Regions from separate parts of the Mus musculus genome. Here all the other regions are linked to region 1. Evidence: chromatin contacts called from public Hi-C and Micro-C data. All regions are on one chromosome and are shown on one strand. Each heading gives the region's core, a stretch centred on a gene start, on an enhancer-like site or on the middle of the called end of the contact. The rest is flanking DNA. Distances are from core to core; before and after follow the strand shown. Region 1 holds the start of Nol11 (nucleolar protein 11). Region 2 overlaps Pitpnc1 (phosphatidylinositol transfer protein, cytoplasmic 1). Region 3 overlaps Pitpnc1 (phosphatidylinositol transfer protein, cytoplasmic 1).

The links. Hi-C and Micro-C count contacts between places; a contact is called where the count stands out from the background.
Region 2: a contact with region 1 is called in a Micro-C map of the G1E-ER4 cell line, with 5 times the contacts expected there. The contact joins the enhancer-like site here to the promoter of Nol11 in region 1. A contact is called at or near these places in 8 of 39 promoter capture datasets (the 3T3-L1 cell line, the C10 cell line, cranial neural crest and 4 more), 2 of 484 Hi-C or Micro-C datasets (the G1E-ER4 cell line and embryonic stem cells), 6 of 115 datasets of contacts at active chromatin or transcription factors (astrocytes, effector CD8 T cells, embryonic basal ganglia and 2 more) and 2 of 9 other capture datasets (adipose tissue and liver).
Region 3: a Hi-C map of muscle stem cells shows a contact between it and region 1, with 2.1 times the contacts expected there. The contact joins the enhancer-like site here to the promoter of Nol11 in region 1. A contact is called at or near these places in 5 of 39 promoter capture datasets (embryonic stem cells, liver, macrophages and 1 more), 1 of 484 Hi-C or Micro-C datasets (muscle stem cells), 3 of 115 datasets of contacts at active chromatin or transcription factors (effector CD8 T cells, embryonic stem cells and memory CD8 T cells) and 4 of 9 other capture datasets (adipose tissue, liver, macrophages and 1 more).

The regions. Positions count from the first base shown.
Region 1 is chr11:107,187,096-107,191,479 of GRCm38.p6, forward strand. Nol11 (nucleolar protein 11) reads right to left here and starts at 2,286. Exons shown (of 18, transcript NM_133702.3): 1 at 2,022-2,286. The coding sequence starts at 2,162. Gm39425 (a long non-coding RNA gene) reads left to right here and starts at 2,232. Exons shown (of 3, transcript XR_880257.3): 1 at 2,232-2,424. It also overlaps the pseudogene Gm11718.
Region 2 is chr11:107,420,309-107,424,692 of GRCm38.p6, forward strand. The region is part of intron 1 of Pitpnc1 (phosphatidylinositol transfer protein, cytoplasmic 1); the gene reads right to left. Among named protein-coding and RNA genes, the nearest start is that of Gm11714, 5.7 kb to the right of the region's middle. Within about 2 kb of position 2,218, at least 36 of the 459 cell types and tissues checked have an H3K27ac peak or open chromatin away from gene starts, as enhancers often do. A contact at or near this core is called in the G1E-ER4 cell line, astrocytes, memory CD8 T cells and 1 more, where this site is marked.
Region 3 is chr11:107,377,877-107,382,260 of GRCm38.p6, forward strand. The region is part of intron 1 of Pitpnc1 (phosphatidylinositol transfer protein, cytoplasmic 1); the gene reads right to left. Among named protein-coding and RNA genes, the nearest start is that of Gm11713, 30 kb to the right of the region's middle. Within about 2 kb of position 1,840, at least 33 of the 459 cell types and tissues checked have an H3K27ac peak or open chromatin away from gene starts, as enhancers often do. A contact at or near this core is called in adipose tissue, liver and muscle stem cells, where this site is marked.

The DNA.
Region 1 (4,384 bases), core at 1,036-3,535:
GGAGGAATTATTAGTCTTTCTGTGTAGTCTAGGCTGGCCTCAAAACCAAAATTCTCTTACCTCAAGTTCTAGAGTGGATAGATATTAATTATTTTTAATTACATGTATGTATTTATTTGTGTGCACACACACTTATAAACCCAGAGGCTAGAGGACAGTTTTCAGGAGTCAGTTCCTTTCCTTCTAGCACATGTATCTGGGGAATTGAATCCAGGTCATTAGACTTGGTGACAAGTACCTTTACCAGCTGGGCCATCTCAACAGCCCTCAGAACTTGCACAGATTAAGAGTTCCTTGGAGGTGGATTGTGGTGATGTCTATACAACAATGTACCATTTCACTATTTGCACACTTAGCAGTTGTGATGATCAAGTGTCATCTTTAAATTCTAACTAGGTGTGATGGTTCACACTTGTATCCTTAGCACTGGGAGGCTGAGACAGGATAGGGAATTCTGCATGCCTTTGATCCCAGCACTTGGAAGGTGGAGCCAGAGGCCAGCCTGGTCTATATAGTGAGTTTCAGGACAGGTAGAGATACACAGGGAGAAACTGTTTCAAACAACAACAACAAACAAACAAAAACCCAAAGCCAGACCTGTCTCAAAAACAAAACAAAAATCCTCCAAAACTCTTAACAATATGAAAATTAATACAAGACACTCTGTATGAACAATGATACAATTAAAAATGAATTGATTGGGGGCTGGAGAGATGGCTCAGCAGTTAAGAGCGCCGACTGCTCTTCCAAAGGTCCTGAGTTCAAATCCCAGCAACCACATGGTGGCTCGCAACCATCTGTAACAAAAAATCTGATGCCCTCTTCTGGAGTGTCTGAAAACAGCTACAGTGTGCTTACATATAATAAATAAATAAATATTAAAAAAAAAAAAAGAATTGATTACTTGTGGAACAGAGGTAGAGAAAATCAGGTTGGTGCAAGTCCACCTAACTGTCATCAACTATTGTATTCCTATGCAGAAACTGCCAAATTAGTAGACAGCCCCAAGTTTGAAGGGAAGTTTAAACCAACAGTATAGGGGATTGTTGGCAACCTGTCCCCAAAACAATAAAACACTTGGGTAACTTTTTTTTTCCTGAATAACTTAGTTTTTCGGTTGTTCCTGTTGTTTTTACGTACACTGGTGTTTTGTTTGCTTGTATGTCTGTGTGAGGGTGTTAGATCCCGTTGTTACAGTTGTGAGCTGCAATGTGGGTGCTGGGAATTGAACCCCAGTCCTCCGGAAGAGCAGCCAATACTCTCTCCAGCCCTTGCAGATGGATAACTTTTTTAATGACACAAGAAACTGTTCAGGGGCATTGGTGGTGGTGGCACACGCCTTTAATTCCAATGCATCTCTATGAGTTCGGTTTACAGAGTCAGGACAGCCAGGGCTACACAGAGAAACCCTGTTTCGAAAACCCAAAATACTAACCAAAATGACGACAACAACAACAAACTTCAAAACTCCAGCTTAAAAAACGTGCTTTGTAGATGATTGCTATAACAAGGCTCTACGTATGCTTGTTGAGCCGGGAATCAGGCTGCAAAGCGGGTGAGACTGCGACTTTCACAGTGTGATGCAGAACTGTCCAATCTTTCTAGGACACCAAGAAATCCCTGCCTCTTCCCACCATCCGACTCACCCCGCCCCCGGGACCCCAAGGAGCGGAGGATGTCCTGGAGAACACACATTTTCAACCTGTCAGTGTCATGCAAGCTGCTGGGTGACAGACGTGGTCCCCTCGGCCAGGCTCTGTCCCCGGGGAAAGGGGAGGCACAGGTCCCCAGCTCATCCCATGTGCACCCAGACACCGCCGCACGTCACTCGGAAATACGCCGGTCCTCACTACTGACAAACAACTTCTGAACCTCATGCGGCGTCCCGCCGACTCTGTCGCACCCCGGGTCTCTGTCACGCCCGCTCCCGGCTTTCCTTCCCAAGTGTGAGAAACTCAAGCCTCCCGCCCCCGGCTTCGGACAGAGGCGAGACACCTGCCGGCCAGCCCCACCGTCCTCACCTTGTAAAGGACGACGGTCCTGCCGCTGTCCGTCACTAGGAACTGGTCGGCTTTGTCAGTCTGCTCTACACCTAGGAATCCCTCAGGCCCGGCGCCTAAGACTCCAGTAGACAACGTGAATTCTTCTTCCAGGGTTGCCATTTTGGGTTGGCCTACAGCCCGGGCATGCTTCCCGGCAGCCTTTGTGCTTCCTCTCGCGAGAGCGACCGACACCAAGGAGGAAAATCAGCTCGAGCAGAACTGCGACCCCTGGCGGGCGGAAGAGGAGGAGGCGAACACCGCCCAGTGGGTGGAGTCTAGACCACGTGCGAACGCTCAAGACCCTCGAGGCCACGCCTCCCGGCTAGTAGAGACAGAAATCGCTGAGTCGGCTCCCTTGCCCTCTTGTTTCACCTCTTGGAAGGTGAGAGATAAGTTTAAAAACGGCCTGATATAAAAAAAAACATATTTTAAAAATATGCTAGTGAACTCTAAAAAGTCCTACCACAATATGCCAGAAGGGAAAAATATTAACCTGCAGATGGCAGTTAAGGTTCTGTTTCAAAATGCCTAATCTCGCTTACCCTAACCCTCCAGAGACGGCTAGTTCGTGGGCATTTATTTTAACTATCGTTTTTGGTGCTGGTAGAGAAATCTTTTCCAGATTATCAGAATGTACAACTCTTTTGATTAAAAAAACAACAAAACAAAACAAAAACCCGAAATCTAGCTGGGCGTGGCGGCACATGCCTTTGATCCCAGCACTCTGGAGACTGAGGCAGGGGGATCTCAGTAAATTCGAGATCAATTTGGTCTACATAGAATTCTAGGCCAGCCTTAGCTACACAGAAAGACTGACTATCTTTTTTTTTTTAAGTTTTTATTTATTATTATACATAAGTACACTGTAATTGTCTTCAGATGTGCCTGAAGAAGGTGTCAGGTCTCATTACGATGGTTGTGAACCACCATGTGGTTGCTGGGATTCGAACGCAGGACCTTTGATAGAGCAGTCAGTGCTCTTAGCACTGAGTCATCTCGCCAGCCCCAAGACTGACTGTCTTTAAAGGTTTTTTGTTTTATCTTTTTTTTTTTTTTTTTTGGTTTTATGAAACAGGGTTTCTCTGTATAGCCCTGGCTGTCCTGGAACTCACTCTGTAGACAAGGCTGGCCTTGAAATCAGAAATCTGCCTGCCTCTGCCTCTCAAGTGCACCACCATGCCAGGCTTGTTTTATTTATATGAGTCCACTACAGCTGTCTTCAGAGACACACTAGAAGAGAGTGAATCAAATCCCATTACAGATGGTTGTGAGCCACCATGTGGATGCTGGGAATTGAACTCAGGACCTCTGGAACAGCAGCCAGTGCTCTTAACCTCTGAGCCATCTCTCCAGCCCTAAGACTGTCTTTAAGAACAAACAAAAAAAGAAACTTAGCAGGACTTGCCCAGCCCTTGGCAGGCTGAGGCAGACTGATCGACAGGTTGGCAGCCAGCCTTGGCTCCTGGGAGATGCATTCACAGAATGAAATCAACAGTGCTCTGTGCTCACGTTAGCCATGCTTCCATTAACCTCAGTATGGGTGAAGAATCACACAAGTTTCATTTCTGAAGATTCCCCCACTCTCTGACAGACAGCTAAGGCCAGGACAGTTTACTGCTTGTATAATTTGGAGGTGGGGCTTGTGAATTTTACAGGTTGCAGCTTACTTAGACTTGAAAATTTTGTTTACTTCCTGAGTCTCCTAGATCTTGCACCTCCTTCTTCCCTCCTAGGAAGCATTCAGAGGCACTACTGCAGTTTGAGCAAACTGTTGCACAATGTATGCATATGTCTATACACATATATACATACATACACACATTGTTTCTGTTTTGTTTTGTTTTGTTTGAAATGGGGTATTCTGTACTCTAGGCTGGCCTGGAACTTACCTGGTAATATGTATCACTAGGCCCTTGTTTATTTGTATCTGTATCCACCACCAGCACTATCTTGTGTCTGGACCTGGTTGGTCAGGACCTGATAGACGACCTCATGATACCTCATAAGATCCTGACTGAGCCAGGCTACAGCTTTACTACCACAGCTGAGACAGAAGTTGTAGGTGACATTAAGGAGGGGCTCTGCCATGTTGCCCTGGATTTTGAGCAAGAAATGACTACTGTTGCATCCTCCCCTTCCTTGGAGAAGAGCTATGAGTTGCCTGATGGGCAGGTAATCACTGTTAACAATGAGTGATTATGGTGTCCAGACGGGACTCTTTCAACCTTCCTTCCTGGACATGGAGTCCTGTGGCATCCATAAGACTCCCTTCAACTCCCTCATGACATGTGGTGGTACCACCCTGTATTCAGGCAATGCTGACAGGATGCAGAAGGAGATTA
Region 2 (4,384 bases), core at 968-3,467, 230 kb after region 1:
AAAGGGATATGGAAAGCAGGATGCTGTAGACAAGCCTGAATTCAAGACCAGCCAGGCCAGCCAGTGCCACACAGCAAGATCGAGACTTTTTTGTTTTTTTGTTTTAAGATTTATCTTATGTGTATGAGTCCACTGTAGCCGTCTTCAGACACACCAGAAGAGGGCACCAGATTCCATTACAGATGGTGGTGAGCCACCATGTGGGTGCTGGGAATTGAACTCAGGACCTCTGGAAGAGCAGTCAGTGCTCTTAACTGCTGAGCCTTTTCTCTAGCCCAAGGCCTTAACTTAAAACAGAGCAGGGAGAGGGGACTGAGAAAGTGACTCAGTGGGTAAGAGGACCTGAGTTCAAATCCCCAGCACCTATGTAAAAGCAGATCATGGCAACCTGTCCTGGAATCCAGTGCTAGAGCTCAAGGCTGGGATGGGAGGTGGTTTGAACTTGGAGACTTGCTGAGCAGCCAGTCTGGCTGAAACAGTGAGAGTTCAATGATGTACTTGCTGTGCAGTGGTGAGAGTTCAATGAGAGACTATAATAAATAATAATAACTCAGGGAAAGCGAGAGAAGATACCTGATGCCCTGCTCTGGCCTCACCATTGACACTACACACACACACACACACACACACACACACACACACACACACACAGGGCCATGAGTGAGTTTGAACCATTACTATGTATGTGTCTAGACACATTTGTGTCACAAAGTGACCATACTAAAAAATAGCATCTGAATAAGTCTAACAAAGCACCTCCCTGCCCCCTCCCCCATACCCCCGAGAGCAGTACCAGACACTGAACCCACAGACATTGACAGGAGCCTAGGGAGAAATCAAAATGCAGCTGGGATGGGGGGACACCCCTGCAACTCACCAGCTGGGAGGTGAAAACAGGGGATCAGTGGTTCCAGGCCTGCCTGGGCTACGTAGAAACTTCAAGGTCAGCCTGGGCTACACTTTATTTATTGTGTATGTAGGCCCTAGGGATCGACAGCCTGTCATGTGTAAGGCTTGCCAGCAAGTGCCCATCCATACCCACTGAGCCATCTTGTAACCCTAAATGCCTTTGGAGGCTGGGGGATTAAAAGAGGGTTTCTCTGTGTAGCCCTGGTTATCCTAGCATTTATTCTATTTACCAGGCTATCCTCAAACTCAAGCGATCCCCCTGCCTCTGCCTCTGCCTCTGCCTCCCGAGTGCTGCACACCACTGCACAGCAACTACATCATTTTATACAACTAATTTATCCTGGTAGGGTCAGGAGTGGAGGTATGTACCTACAATCCCAGCATGACGTAGGCAAATTCAGAAGGATAGGGAGAATAGACTAGCTTTAGCTCTATACTGAGTTGTGGTCCAGCCTGAGCTACATGAGATCCTACTCAAACACCCATGGGAATTTAGAAAAGAAAAGAAAAGAAAAGAAAAGAAAAGAAAAGAAAAAGATCAAGATGAGAGAGGTTGTTCAGTTATTTACAATCATAGGAAATAATGTTCTTGGAGCCTGTAATGAAGTTTCTAGAACAAGCTCACAAAAATATCAGCTTGTATTCTAGAAAATACACTAGAGACCTTCCTTTCTCAGGAACACCCTGCTGGCTTCCTGAGTACAGCAGATAGCCACTTCCCGGGGAGGGCTAATCCTCCTCTGATAGGTGTGGTGAAGCTTGCTAAAACCCAAGCTAAAACCCATCCAGGCTGAGGGAAAGAGACCTGTGTGCTGTGCTGGGCAGTGGTGGTACACGCCTTTGATCCCAGCACTTGGGAGGCAGAGACAGGTGAATTTCTGAGCCTGGTCTACAGAGTGCTTTCCAGGACAGCCAGGGTTATACAGAGAAACCCTGTCTCGAAAAACCAGAGGGAGAGAGAGAGAGAGAGAGAGAGAGAGAGAGAGAGAGAGAGAGAGAGAGAACGAGCTATGTAATGACACCTGAAATAAACACAGTCGTTAGCAAGGAAGCCAGAAACTGAATACCAAGGAAGAAAAGTTTGTCATGGTGGTGATACTTAGGACACCATCCTCATTGACACAGGTGTGAGGCTGCATCTGCATGCTTGCAATTCTATGGTATGCAGTGCTGAGGGTCCAGGGGACAGGGAAGGAAGCATCCATTTCTGGGGGCTGAGATGCAGCTCAGCAGCAGACTGCCTGCTTAGCATGCCCCACACCCTGGGTTGGACACTCATGTTTTACAAATTACCCTGTAACTAAACAGAAGCACGTGAGGTCTATTTTAAGAGGATTCTTTCCTTATTCTCGGCCTGCTGCTCCGTGCCCGAGTCTTCATTAGTATCTCTCGCCAAAACCACAATTTGAAAACTGCAAGCTCACTGCTGCAAACTTACTGGATGATCAAGGAATATTTTCTAGAGCCAAATCACCATGCAAGCTAGGACCCTGTCAAAAATAAGGGTCAGCAGAGGCTGATGGGATAGAAAAGAATGGGGGAGGGTGGTACAGGGAGGACACAGATAGAAAAGCTGGAGATATGATTCCACAGAACCCTGACAGAAATCTCCATGGAGCCAGACATGGTGGCACACACCTGTGAAGCAACTGAAAGGTTAAGATGGGAGACTCAGTTGAAGATCAGCCTTGGTTACAGAGGGTTCAAGTCCACCCTGAGCCATAAGAGACCTCAAAAACGTACAACCCTCCCCAGCCCCACACAAAACCAACCCAACAAAACATCATTAAAGGGATAGTTTAGCATAAAACAGAAATAAATAATGAACTTCTTCCAACAGTAAGTCTTGTCTCACAACGCACTAGACAGAGTTAATGATCCAGAAAAAAAAGTCACCACTGAAGAAGTCTTGCAGACTGAAGTCTTTTATAAGCTTGACTGCTGTGCCTCTGAAGGGTGGCTCTCCTTTGGATGAAGAGCAGAAGGCCAGTGAGAGGGCTCTGGGGGTAAAGGCACTTGCTACCAAGCCCAAGGGACTGAGTTTGATCCTGGGGCCCCAAATGCTGGAAGATAACTGACCCCTGAAAATTGTCCTCTGGTCGTCACGTTAGAACTTGTGCGTGTGCACGCACACAGACATACATACTGTGTATGCACACACAGGCGCACATACACACATGCATACATGCACACACATGTGTGTACACACACACACAACAAAAAATGTAAATTTAAAAACGACTTGTTGAGGGCTAAGGACAGAGCTCAGTGGGTAGAGTGCATGAAGCTGGAATTCCTGCCCCACACCCCTCCCCCAGCACCAAATAAGCCAGACCGTATGGTAAGGACTGGAGTTCAAAGTCATCCTTGACTATGTAAAGTTAGACCCAAGCCTGGGCTACAAGAGCTATCGTCACAAAGCACCAAACCAACAACTGACAATCAGTCTCTGTACTTAAGGTTTTTTGACAATGATACTGATTGATGAACAAACATTTATTCATCAAACCCAAGAAAATGACAAAGAAAAAGGGGCTGGAGAGATGGCTCAGCAGTTAAGAGCATTGACTGCTCGTCCAGAGGTCCTGAGTTCAATTCCCAGCAACCACTTGGTAGCTCACAACCATCTGTAATGAGATCTGGCACCCTCTCCTGGCGTGTCTGAAGACAGCTACAGTGTACTCACATATAATAATAAATAAATCATATATATATATATATATATATATATACACACATATACATATGTATATATATATAGTTAAAAAATCAGCTATGATCCATTCCGAGACTGTGTAAGACATGGTCTCACTAGCTGTAAGCACTGCATATCCCTGGATCCTCTAACACAGACGGACACACTCTAAAGGGAATGCTGACTCTCCCAGACACTGTGTCACAGGGAGGGAAACTATCCAAAGCCTGGATGAACAAGTGTCACATCAGACGCCCAAGCATCCGTCAGGCGCTCTTGATTACGAAGACGGGTGAATTGATTTCCTCCCGCCCGCCTTGCTCACACGAAGGAAGGGATCAATCCTCCCTCCCCCGTCTTCAAGACAAGCCTTTGATTCCGCCATTAACATTTTCCACAAAGCCTCAATCAAATCAGATTATATATTTGCCTGGAATTTTGCTGCCGAGTGTTAAATATGATTTATTTTTAGCTGTGTGGGTGATGGGAGTTGTGTTAACAGGCCCCGGTGAGAATAATCAGTTGGCAGCCAAGCCTGAGGTGCAGCCTGTATTCGCATGGAAGGAAGACTGGGGAAGATGGCAGACAGCTTCACACCCCCTTGGAAAGAGGAATACTAAAGAAGTGTGTGGCTGCACAGCAGAGAAATAAAGCAAACAGTCTCAAAAAGCTGGACCTCGAGGATTTATATCAATCAGCAAGCCCGAGTCCAGGGCAAGCCATGTTGTCTCTTTTGGGGTAAGGGATGGGATGACATCCCCAAATACACAGGATTCAAGG
Region 3 (4,384 bases), core at 590-3,089, 190 kb after region 1:
CTGGTCTACAGAGGAAGTTCCAGAACAGCCAGGGCTACACAGAGAAACAATGTCTCGAAAAGCCAAAAGCAACAAAAACAAAACAAAATATTCCCCTCAAAGAAAGAAAGAAAGAAAGAAAGAAAGAAAGAAAGAAAGAAGGAAAGAAGGAAGGAAGGAAGGAAGGAAGGAAGGAAGGAAGGAAGGAAGGAAGGAAGGAAGGAAAGAAAGAGAGAGAAGTCCAAAAAGTCAGAAAAGAAGCTAGGCAAGCAGGGGAAATGAACTGTCGATCCGGTCAGAGATGGAACCCTGGAGAACCCAGAAGGCTGTGCAGTAAACCTCCAAGAGGCTTGCAGAACTCCCCTGGCCTCAAACCTGCCGCATCAGCCTCTCCAGAGGACATTACCCTTCACCAGTCGGCTGTGGGGTGGGGGTGGTGGGATTCCCCTCTGCAGCCCGCAGGAAGTACCCATTCCCATACAGGCCACAGGAGCAGCGTGTCTGGACCAAGAGTTCAAAAAGGAAAAGTAAAGAAAAATGAAAGAGAAGGAAGAGGAAGGGAGGAATTGATGACGAGAGGGGTCAAATTGAAACAAGGCCACCCTTCCCCACGAAACACGGAACACCAGAAGCTGATGCCACAAGGGTAAGGAAAGGAAGGAGAGCAAGCAACCGGGTTCTGTGAGTCCAAGTTTCTCAGGGTACTTTGCTTTCTTAAAAATAGTAAATAAATAGGAATCCAAGATAAGGCATGTTTGTGGGGGGCGGGGGGAGGGGGACGGGGACGGGCAGGGGCGGGGGTGTTGGTTATCACGTAATCTAGCAATTCCGATTCTGGGCATATCACCAAAGGCAGTGGAAGCAGGGACTCAGGAGTTTGAGCATCCCGTTAAGGAAGCCGATAAAGAAGCCAGCCAAGTTCAGTGAGTGAATAAGAAAATGTGGTAGAGGAAGAAGGGAGGATTACTTGATCTTAAAAATAGGGCTGGGCCGGGCGGTGGTGGCGCACGCCTTTAATCCCAGCACTTGTGAGGCAGAGGCAGGCGGATTTCTGAGTTCGAGGCCAGCCTAGTCTACAAAGTGAGTTCCAGGACAGCCAGGACTATACAGAGAAACCCTGTCTCGAAAAACAAAACAAAACAAAACAAAACAAAACAAAAGGGCTAAAGAGATCGCTTGGTGGATAAAAGTGCACGTCCTTCTAGCCGGATGACCTGGGTTTTATCTCCAGAACACAGCAGGAGAGAACCAACTCCTAACACTTGTCCTCTGACCTCCACAAGTGCACATCTGTAAGCTCAGCTACCCTCCCAATGCACCCAACACACAGGAGCCAGAGCCATGACGCATCAATTAAGAGTTCTTATTTGAGTTCCCAAGCTCAGCTCCCAACACGGCGATAGGAACCTTACTGACACCTATAACTCTACCTCCAGGGGATCTGACGCCCTCTTCTGGCCCCTGACGGTACCTGCACTCACATGCTCATACCCACACTCGGACACACACATTTAATTACTGTTTATATCTGGCTGTAATTTCAAAAATTAAACACAACATGGGGCCAGACTTGGTTAACTATGCTCAGGTGTGGTTGAAGGTTACTGAGGATACTGTCTCAGTCTGTAAAATCATGACGGCCGAGATCGGTGCCCAGTGTGTACTTGAGGCCACAGCAATCTACTGAGCTAGCTTAAGAAAGGCTCCAGAGAACCTGGCATCTCCCCAGGACCTGCTGAGGGCCGGCTGGCAGGCCTCAGAGTCCACATTACATAACCATCGCGCTGCCAGCTTCCAGAGAGCATTCCAAACAACCGAGGTGAGCTGGGATAGGCTCCAGGCCCAGGACAGTCAACCGGTCTACGGATGCTGAGGGGGGCGGGGCCGCCTTTCGAATCCCCAGCGCTACTATTTGCTAGCCGAGCAACACAGCTTTTCTCTTAGATCTGAGTTGACTCAAACATTATTTCGAAAGCGGAGTTATCTTTTATCTTTTCCTTCTTTTTTTTTTTTTCCGTATTCTACTGGAAAAACAAAACAAAAGCAACAATAGAAAAACAAACAAACAACAACAACAAAAAACAACCCATGACTCCAACAAGAGAAAAATTCAGCCGGCAATGGCTCTTTGGAACCGAAGCTTTTCTCCTCTGATCTGTGGTTCTAGCCCCTTTCCTCCACCAGCAAGTTGTTTGGTGATCCTGTACAAGGGCTAGGGACAGGAAAGCATTTTCCTAGGGGAAATCACTTGAGCTCTGGAGGCTGACCCTAGAGTCCATGGGTCTGAACTCTGGCCAAGCATCTAAATAAAATGTCACGCTCCTCCACCCTCACATCAGCAGCCCCGGCGGAGCTGCTTACACTTGGCCTAGAAAGTTAGTCCTGACGGTTCACCGTGAAGTCCAGAGTTTGGCAGCTGACAAAACGTAAACTTTCCCCTCTTCAGATTTTGCAATTAACAGTCCCACCTAAAGTCCAGTCACTCCAGAAGAGCCGAGGGAAGCACCTCGTTGTGTGTGTGTGTGTGTGGGGGGCATCCTGGGAGCTCGGGTGCAGCCAGAGAAAACTCACACTTGTTTTGATGGTGTGAGTTTGCAAAACAGGAATGTCTCCAGATCAGAACAATGGGCTCTTTATCCATGGTGGTCAGGAGGAGTTTAACTTAATGGTGTGATTTTTTTTTTTAAAATGTATTTGTATATGGAAAAGTTGTAAGTAGCATTCTTTTTTTTTAATATTTATTTATTCATTTATTATTTGTAAGTACACTGTAGCTGTCTTCAGACATTCCAGAAGAGGGCATCAGATCTCATTACAGATGGTTGTGAGCCACCATGTGGTTGCTGAGATTTGAACTCAGGACCTTTGGAAGAGCAATTGGTGCTCTTACCGGCTGAGCCATCTCACCAGCCCCGTAAGTAGCATTCTTAATCTATAGTGTTTCCCACCCATACGCCCATTGAAGAATGAGTTGTACAAGCTACTGGTGTAGTTCAGTGGTAGAGTATTGATCTAGCACTCTCAAGGTACTTTGAGCTCTAGCATATAAGTAAATAACTCAATGTATAGCAGTCTACCTCAGAGCATGCCCTTTCTGGCACACTGCATGAGAGATAATAGAAATTTCCTTAATGTTCCTTCCTGCCCACAGCTACCACTCTAAATGCTTAGGTGCCCATAAGTCAACTCTTCCTCAGTGTGTGAGGACTGAGAACACACACTCCCTGTCTCCTTTCAGCCTCGTGTTTGTCGAATCTGCTTGTCCTTGGATAGGATGGAGAAGATGGGGTCTGGTGGTCCAGTTCAGTGTGCCAGCCAATGTGTTATATATATGGCCCTGGATCTGATCTCTGGCAATTCAGGGATCGGGGATTCGGGGATGCAGGGGAGGGGGGCGGGGGAATGGAGGGAGGTGAAAGGGAGGGAGAAGAGAGAGGTATAAGAAAGGAAAGGCCAAGGTGAAGTGGCCAACCCCTGAAAACCCCAACACAAAGGCTAGCCTTGGCTACATAGTAAGTTTGAGGCCAGCCTGGGAAGCATGAGATCCTGTCTCCAAGGAGAGAAAAACTCCCCTTTTGCTTATGATTCCAGAGTCCCTCTGGGTCTGGAAGCATGACATGAAACAGACATGAGGCAGCAGAACTCTGGGACAGTCTCAGACCAGCCCTGTCCTCCTTAGGATTCTGTGGGAGACAGAAGCTCAGTGAAACTAGAGGCAGACCAGATTGAAAAGGAGGACGAACAAGCAAGGCAGCCTGTTAATGCAAGCACACGGAGCACCATGAGGGTATCAGACTCTTCCCTTCGTCCATAAGAGCGAGTTCGGCTCACACAATAAGCACCATCAATACATACTGATATATATATATACTAAGATAATATACTATATTCTAAAACACTGCCAAGATTCTGAAGAACGTTTTTGGGCACATTTAAACAGCAGCGTGACCGTAAATTATGTAAAGGGAGAATTTTCTTACTTTGTTTCGCAAGAACCGCGATAAAACCTGCTGGCGGCAGAATTTAGTGCTTTACAACGCTCACATGGTAAAGCTCCCGTTTAATCAATGGCGACTTTGGATGCTTTATTTTGTGCACCTCGGAAACATCACCAAAAGAACAATTTTAATACTGCTTCTAAATTCAATTAGAGCAGTCACATCTTTGCGACAGGGGAACACTTACTCACAGGGCCGTTCTTTAAGGCACACGTTATTAAATCCCACAGTCCTTTAATCCACACGGCAGACTAAAGAACTTAAGCTGCCCCAGAGATGCCATCCTCAGGCCGGGGCGCACACACTGCGATTCTTTTTACTCTTGACATCTTCAGAGTCATCTTTAATAATTTCCCCCTCTCTCCGATGTCCCTCGCTCCCGACACTGCCTCTGCAAGTTGTTTCTT